Regions from separate parts of the Rattus norvegicus genome. Here regions 1 and 2 are each linked to region 3. Evidence: chromatin contacts called from public Hi-C and HiChIP or PLAC-seq data. All regions are on one chromosome and are shown on one strand. The core of a region is the stretch at or near the end of the contact, and the rest is flanking DNA. Distances in the headings are between cores, read along the strand shown.

Region 1 (2,700 bases), core at 175-2,674, 350 kb after region 3:
AGCAGGATCTATTTCTCCATCACACTGCCTCCCTCACACCCCAACAGCAAAAACAAGACTCGGTAGCTCCCTGTAACAGCACTTGCTGTACGAGGCCATTCACTGGAGGATGGAAAGATACTACAGGGAAGTTTACAAGAAATGTTATTTGGAGGAAATGATAACTTTAAGAAAATTAATTTCTTCTTTCCCCTGGGTGACATGCGAACATAGTTTTCTTTTAAGACGTTGAAAATTGTTACTGTAACTGTAAAGCCTCTTTGTTGACTATCACTACCTTTTCTATCTCAGATGTTTCTTCTCCTCTGCCACCAGGGACAGTGTAAGTTTGTCTCAGATTTTTCTAGACATTAAATGTTGTTGACCTACAAGTATGTCTTTATAGAAAATATCAAGAAAGAAACAAAGAAACAAAGAAGCAAAGAAAGAGAAGGAAGAAGGAAAGTATTCTTTTGTAGATGTGTTTTGATCACAGACTGTTCTACTGCTTTGATTCCGCACTGTTATATTTTGGATGCAGGAACTGAACTCAGAGCCCCACACTTGCTAACTATTCTTCAAAAGGCCAGCCTTTTACTTTTCGAACTGAGGCCAGCATCAAGGAGATCTTTCAGTGCCCCACCCATAGACCCATCTCCTTTCTGATCGCTATGGGGTGGTGTTCTATAATTAGAAAAGTTTACTTAAAGTACTCTTACCAAAGACCGTTGCCATTGTTTCTAGTTTTTTGTTTGTTTGTTTGTTTTTTACTGACTGGTCAGGGCTGCAGCAACGCCCTTTTAATTGCTTCTTGGGCATTTACAACGTCAGTGTTTCCCTTAGAAAAGATCCCCCAAAACGTGATCTTTGCTTTAGACTGGAAACAGACTGAATCAGTCCAGCGTGGGTGTAGGGGCGTGAGTGTAGGCACGTGGGAGGGGGAAGAGGATGGTTAGAGGGGACTCCATATGTGGTGGAAAGTATTTGTCTCTCGGCTGTGGAGGTTGGTTACGCGGTGCTTTTTGAACTGCACACTTAAAGTGGGCGCATTTAACTGTTTGGACTGCTTTTACCCTACTAACGCTCACTTTTAAAAAAGGACCGCCAGGGCTATGTAGAGAAACCCTGCACACACCCCGCCTACGCCTCAAAATGATTCTGGCTTGGGCCTTGCCCCCTCGCTCCCGGGCCTCCTTGCTACAAACTGTTCTTCCACGAATGGAGTTGCCTGGGGTCTGGTGGCTCAACGCGCGTGTTCCCTGAGGTCCCCAAAGTTGGCAGAACCGCCCCAGCCCCACGAGGCGTCTACACGTCCGCACCTGGCGTTCCTAGGAGGGCGGGGTGGTCCTCTCTAGTCCCGCCCATCCGCCCTCCCTCCGTGGGCGTGGCTTACAGCGGCCCGCCCTCCCGGTGGAGCCAGGCATCAGGTCCAGCCTGCTAGAAGCCGTTGTAGGTGTTCGCGTCGCCGCCGCCGGCATCGTGGAGCTCGGGCCCTCTTTTACCCGGGATTTTTGTTGTCGCCTGGGATCAGCGGTGACATCGCAAAGGGCAGGCCCGGCAGCTGCCATGGTGGCCAAGGATTACCCCTTCTACCTCACTGTCAAGAGGGCAAACTGCAGCTTGGAGGCGCCCCTGGGCAGCGGGGTGGCCAAGGACGAGGTAGGACGCGCCCTCCACACACCTGCACCTCGGGCTTCTCCGCCACCTCACCTTGTATACCGCACACTTTCTCTCCATCTCCCCGGAGTGCTGCGCTTCTCCGGATCGCCCCTTCAAATGCTCCCTCTCGCCTTCTCTTGGCTCCTCTATCCCTGCCCCTCTCTCCCTGCGCCCGGGAACCGCAGTTTCCTGACGCTGCCTCTCTCCTACTGGAGAGTCCGGCAGACAGAACTCCAGTCTCTGTCTAGAGCCCGCAAAGGCATCTACCTACCGCTGCCCTGTTAGGGAGGCCTGGGTGTCAGGAAGAGCCCCTCGTAAAGCAATGTGTCCCCGTCCTCGGTCGGGGTTAAGAGAGCCTAAGTTCTTTGAGACCGGTTCAGATATCTCACCAGACACACTTGGTTTTGTAGCTGTTTGAGAGCAAGGGCAGGACAGAGCACCTTTACTTGTCAAAAGTAACCAATAAAGGAGGTTGGAGGAAGAGTGTCGTTCATTTTGGGTCTAAGCTAAAAGAGTAATTGAGGCTGAAAATGAGCTATACGCTGGTGAATTCGCTGTCTTAAAGACTAGAAACAGTTCCCTTTCTGGGAACTTGGGCGCAGGGAGAGAGGCAGTGCCCTTGGGTAATTGAGGGAGTCCTCTCAGTTTGGTTTTCTTAAGCTTTCCCCTCCCGCCCCCGTGTGCTCTGTCTCTGGCAAGTTGCTGACTGCCCTTAAAAGAGTTAGTAGGTTAAGCTGGGGGAGAAGACTATTCTCGTACTTTTTCAGGGTTTTAGAGAAGACAGTTGCCTTATCAGATCCTAGCCTTGCTGTGGTGGCGTCTATAGCACCAGCTAATCATCCCCCCCCCCCGTGTGTGTGTGTGTGTGTGTGTGTGTGTGTGTGTGTGTGTGTGTGTGTTCTCCACTTTCCTCTGCCTCACTCTGAGAACCACCAAGACGGGGGGGGGGGGGCGGGTGGGCAGTGGTGGTGCTGGAGGCAGATGTGTGTCCCGCCCAGTCACTGCACGGTTGGTTCCACCTATGCGACACATGTAGGTCTGTCTGCTCAGTGTGTGCCCTTG
Region 2 (2,700 bases), core at 143-2,642, 440 kb after region 3:
ATGTGGTGCTGGGGAACTTTGTGTACGCTTGACAGTGAGCTCAACTAAATCCTGAGCATCTACCTTAACTGTTTACTAATGACTCATTATACACTTTTCCTTGATTTGATTCACAGAAGTGCAGGTTTTACACTTCAACCTGGGACCCACCTCCCGATCTCAATCAAGGGATGCTCAGCCTAGATCCTCGCTGGTCTTGGAAAGCTCTTTTAGTACCAGTCACTTGACAGAGGCTGTGGCTCTATGGCTTGCAGCTTATTTTCTTGGCCTAACAATTCCTTCTTCAAAGGGGACAAAGATCTGGGGCATCCGGCTGCTGCTACTGCTGCTTAGAGATCTCGAGTAAAATGTATCCCGTGTTTCTTCATCAATGCTTTAGGGCAGAGCTGCTTGGAAATTAGGCCCTAGGCAGTGTAAATACTTTGGTTGGAATTAGACCTGGCTTTTGTCATCTCAATTTGTCCAAGTTTCAACATTAAATTGTGCAAAGGCATCTCTTTGGTGTCTGTTTTGAGAATGTGTCTCTATTGATGGTAACTCAGGACCCCTTACCTAGGAAGAAACTATTGAAATGCCCTTCTTTCATTTCACTATCGAGTTGCTTTCTTCTAGGTGGTGGCATGCGTGTGCAAGTACGCATGCCTCCCCTCATCATTAGGTTGTAAATTATGTGGAAGAATCCCAATTATTCAATGTTTGCTTAGGTAGTGCTACGGACTGGAGCACGGCCAGTGCACGTGATCTACTGGGAAGGCAGAAAGTCTGGAGGGAATGGAATGTTATCACGGTGCTTATCGCTGGAGGCCATTTTCTTATCTCTTCTTACTTCAGATCTTACGTGTTTATAGGCTTTATAGGTTTATAGGTGTTTCGCATGCATTTATGATAGAGTACTACATGTATGCCTAGTGCCCACCGAGGCCAGAAAAGGATGTGGATCTTCTGAAGTGACTAACATCTGGTTTTGTTGTCGTATGTATGCTGGGAATTGAACCCTGGTCGTTTGGAAGAGCAGCTCAGTGCAGACTGATGAGTACGTCACAAAACCAGAATCTGCCAATTATCTGCCGAGTTTGGTCCACAGAACTTGGGAGGCGAGAAGGCACTCGCTTGCAAAAGCACTGTCTGGAAGACCTCTCTGGGCTTGCCTCCATCAAACGCAGTAGGGACAGGGCAGGGCCTAGGAATCTGCAGAATGCAGCCAGGCCCGGGCCTTCAGTCTGAAGCGATAGCGTCGACGCTTTCCCCGGGCGTGGCAGTCTCCTCTTTTGGCGGGCTCCGCATCGCGAGGCTCCGCCCCCTGGAACGGTCTATCTGCATTCGCGGAGGTGGGCGCTGCGTTCCTATTGGTAGAGCGGGCAAGCCGAGGCTCCGCCCCCTCCCGGGCCCGACGCGAGCACGTTGGGTAGCCGGGGCCGGTTGAAAAGCCGCCCGAGTCCGGGGCGGCTCCCGGGGCGAGAGGCACGCTTAGAGCCGCGGTGGCGGTTAAAAGGCGTCTCTGTGGCTGGAGTGCGGCCCCCGGGGGCGGAGGGGCCGGGTGGGCCGAGAGGAGCTCGGTGGCCTGGCCCGCCGCCCTTCCCCCCCACGCCCGTCGACCTTGTGGGCGGAAGCTCCCTGGAGCGCCTCACGCCCGCGCGATGGCGACTGCTGCGGAGACGGAGGCCTCTTCGACGGACACGAGCTGGGAAAACGGTGGCGGCGGCGGCGGCGGCGGAGACGACGGGATGAAGCCAGCCCTTCCGGAGCTTGAGTCCTCCCTACAAAATGGCGGCGTCTTCTCCACCGCGGAGCTCGGCGGCCGCGGCGGCGGCGCGGGGCCTGAGGAGACGGCGGCAGCCGAAGCCGCTCGGAGCCACGGCCACGAGCCGCTTCAGAACAAGTCCGAGGCGGCCGCGGCCTCTCTGCCCAAAGGCGCCGAAGAGCCGGAAAGGCCTTTTAGGCGGAGTTTTCAGATCCCCAGGAAGAGCAGAGAAAAGAAAGGTGGTGCCTCCCCTTCCTCCCAACCCCTCTCTCTCTTCCCTCCCCCTCCATCTTTCATTAGGACCTCTCTGTCTCCTCTTCCCACCCCCATCCGAGACACGTAAACACGCACGCAAGCGCCAGCCGCCTCTTCCCCTCACTGCCACGGCCGCCCAGCCGCCCTTGGTGCGAGAGGATAGGGTGGAACCACGCTCCGCCGCTCCCCCTCTCCCCGTGGAAGCTGGAAGTAGCTAAGGTTTGAAGCGTTTCCATAAGGCTGCAGCTCCCCGAGAGGAAAGATGGTGCTCCGTGCCCCTCTTTCCCCAAGCCCTGAAGGCAGAGAAGCTGACCGTGGTCTCCTAAAGATGCTTCTGAGAAGTCTGCTTGTGGAAATAGCCTGTAGCCATGGATTCTGAGGCTTTCTCCAAGGCCATTGCGTTCTAAGGACAAGTGTTTCTCACTGAGGAAATTCTTCAGCTCTGTGTGTCTACTTGAAATGTGCTCGATGTCAGCGTCTTCTCTTATTTAGAAAAATCTCCATGCACAGTTTTCCATCACACTTCATTTCCATGTAGTTGTTTGGAAAAGCATTAGCGTACGTAGGTTTCTTCTGTATCACTCCAAGCCTAGTCTTACTCTTATTAGTTTCTTAAATCGATTATAGGAACAGTTGGGTTAGTTGCTTACTTTTTGAGATCTTAGTGCCCATATTGTAAAACGTACAACACTTTTTTCCCCCTT
Region 3 (2,700 bases), core at 183-2,682:
TGTAAACTACTTACACTGAAAATTCAGGGCTGTCTCTACATCAAAAGTCATAGATAGGGCACTGTGTAACCCATTCTCTTTATAGTCTTTATTGAGCTATAAAAAGTCAGCTGGGAAAAATTAGTTCAGACAGCGTACTGAGTCTTAATTCTTAAAAAGGAAAACGATAAAATTCTGACCAATACAACCACAAAATTGCAGCAGATCATCTGAAATAAATATATCTTAAGACTTTACACTGAGAAAATCACTAAGCACAATTTAAACTACGAGATAACCCAAAACGTGGCTTCTCTTTTTCACAGTCTGATAAGAATCCCTTCAAGCAACTGGCCTATAAAGATAGCCTTCAGAGAAAAGAATAAATCAATTCTACAATCTGAGCGCAATTTCAACTTGGAAATCAAAAGTGGCACAAAATCCACGGCAAAAGTGCCATCCAGGAAAACAAACGCTAGCCCTTTTCTTTTCCTTTTTCTTTTTGGTTGGAGGGGCGCATATTAAACTACAAATGCATATGAAGTATGTATTTCTCAGCAAGTAATATTTTAAAAAATCTACCAGCAACATTGTTTTATATCTCTCGCTATATATAAAGGTTGGCATAAGGATGAAGTTTACACAAGTTAGAGGCCCCAACACCCTTTAAAACACAATTGATCTCATTCAGTACAGAAAAAGAAATACAAATTGTCTTCAGCCAGAGCAAGCACACCAGCATCATCTCTAACACACAAAAACGGGGCTTTCATTTTGACGAATTTATTCGGGCCAAATCTGCTACCCAAAGCCTCAGCCTCCTCGAAGCAGCGTAGGCGCCTTCCGTCACCCGCGGTGCACAGCTCAAGTGACAGTCACCAGCCTGAGACTCGGGCACCGATACAAGACGGGAAGCAAGGAGCGCACTCCTGCGTCCACCCGGCGTTGCACACTCCTGCTCGCAGCCCCTTCCTAAGAAAACTAGCCACTGCGGTCCCCCGAATGCCGGGCCTCCTTTGAAAACGCCACGACCAGGACTTATCTCACATCCTATCATCGCGATAAAAACAGCACCTCCCGTGAAATGCAGAGGAGACTCGGCGCGGACTCAAGCGCCAGGCCCCACCAGAGACAGCGGCGGCCGCCGGGTCTCCGCCCCGCCCGTGGCCCAGCCGCGCGAGCACGCGCGGGCCTCTAGCCCGACCCGGGAATGTAGGGCGCGGCCCCGGCAGACAGCGACCCAGAACGGCGGCGTCCACCTGGGCCGCGGGCACCTGAGGCTCCAAGCCCGCGCTAGGCCGCGCGCTGTCCTCAGCCGCCGCCCGCGCCTCACCTGCGGACTGTCCTCCAGGGTCTCTTCAATGGGCAGCTTGTCGATCCCCGGCATCGTGGCGAAGGCTGGGCGGCGGCAGGACACTCGGCAGCCGCCCACAGCTCCGCGCACGGCCCCGCCTGTAGCAGCTGACCCGGTCCGCCCTCTCGCAGGCGCCGCCGCCCCAGCCCCGAGCTCAGCGGCCGCCGCGCGGGAAATCCCGCCCCCCTATGCCCAGCAGCCCCGCCTCCAGCGCACCATTGGATCGCTGCGACGCCGGTCACTGCTACGGGGCTGGCCGGGAATTCCTCCCCGACCGCGGGCTCTCCACTGACCAGTGGTCGCGCGGACCGTGCTGTGTGCGAGCGTCTACCTCCATCGTCGGGCGCGCGTATTTGAGCACGTAGTCTGAATCACGCCGGCGCACCGCTAACCTGAGCCTGGACTGACTACGGCTCGAGGGGACCTGCACCGTATTTCATCAGCAGCCATAGAAAAACCCCAACGCCTGGCGCCATAACCTTCCCAAACCTGCTCGAAGTTTTCAGTCTTAACTCCTGTCAAGTGGTGCTTACATACAAATCTGTGAAATCAGCAATTGTGTCATTAACAGGCTTTACCTTAATTTGTAGTAGTAGTAAACCGTTTTGTTTTTTTTTCCTGGACACCCGGCTATCAGCATCAGTTTAAAACCCTTGATTTTGTTGACAGTTCATTAGTTCTTACCTGGCCTTGAAGTTTGACAGTGCTGAAAATACGATCACCCTATTTCTTGTAGATCACAAAGGAAAACTTTTTTCTAAATGAAAATTTAAAAGATACAGTTACTGGAGGACTTACCTCCATTGTTAAACGCTTCTCTCACAAACCGACTGGCATTTCTGTTTCACCAAAAAGTTATGGAAGAGACTCAAATAGCTTCTATGGTTTCCTTGACTGTAGAGTGAAATTCACACACAGTTGGAGATTTGGCCTGTTTTGTTTTGTTGTGTTTTATGGATTCAGCCTTGATGGACCCTTTTCTCCTGCTTCACACTTTTTTTTTTTTTATTTTTCTGTAGTGTTTATCGATACACAGGGGGAAAATGACAAAAATCACTAACATTCCCCCCTCCAAAAAAAATCTCCCCATTAATTCACCAGTCCGTTCCACTATCATTCAAAAAGTATGATATGCTGAGAGAGGGGTATTAGCCTCCTGGCTCTCCAGCTGCTCTGAACCAAATCCAGACCCTGGAGCAAATCCAAATATGGTAATAAAGATGAGGCTGCATGTTTGAGATTAAAGTTACCCGATTTTCCCCCATGATCTCTTGAAAGATTAAAAACTATGTTTCAGGAGTGTTATGATAGACTTCAATTATATAGTTCCACAGAACTATCTTCAGTGATATGATCCTTTTATGAGA

The links. A called contact is a pair of places that touch in the nucleus more often than the background predicts. HiChIP or PLAC-seq counts read pairs in DNA pulled down with a chosen protein or histone mark.
Region 1: a Hi-C map of frontal cortex shows a contact between it and region 3, with 2.2 times the contacts expected there. The contact joins the promoter of Arhgef3 here to the promoter of Appl1 in region 3. A contact is called at or near these places in 2 of 12 Hi-C or Micro-C datasets (the A7r5 cell line and frontal cortex).
Region 2: an H3K27ac HiChIP or PLAC-seq map of oligodendrocytes shows a contact between it and region 3, with 7 times the contacts expected there. The contact joins the promoter of Tasor here to the promoter of Appl1 in region 3. A contact is called at or near these places in 1 of 12 Hi-C or Micro-C datasets (frontal cortex) and 1 of 1 datasets of contacts at active chromatin or transcription factors (oligodendrocytes).

Annotation. Positions count from the first base shown.
Region 1 is chr16:2,517,787-2,520,486 of GRCr8, forward strand. It overlaps Arhgef3 (Rho guanine nucleotide exchange factor 3), which reads left to right and starts at 1,425. Exons shown (of 10, transcript NM_001106061.1): 1 at 1,425-1,638. The coding sequence starts at 1,546.
Region 2 is chr16:2,612,116-2,614,815 of GRCr8, forward strand. Tasor (transcription activation suppressor) reads left to right here and starts at 1,393. Exons shown (of 24, transcript NM_001427354.1): 1 at 1,393-1,980. The coding sequence starts at 1,638.
Region 3 is chr16:2,171,964-2,174,663 of GRCr8, forward strand. It overlaps Appl1 (adaptor protein, phosphotyrosine interacting with PH domain and leucine zipper 1), which reads right to left and starts at 1,433. Exons shown (of 22, transcript NM_001399084.1): 1 at 1,313-1,433. The coding sequence starts at 1,366.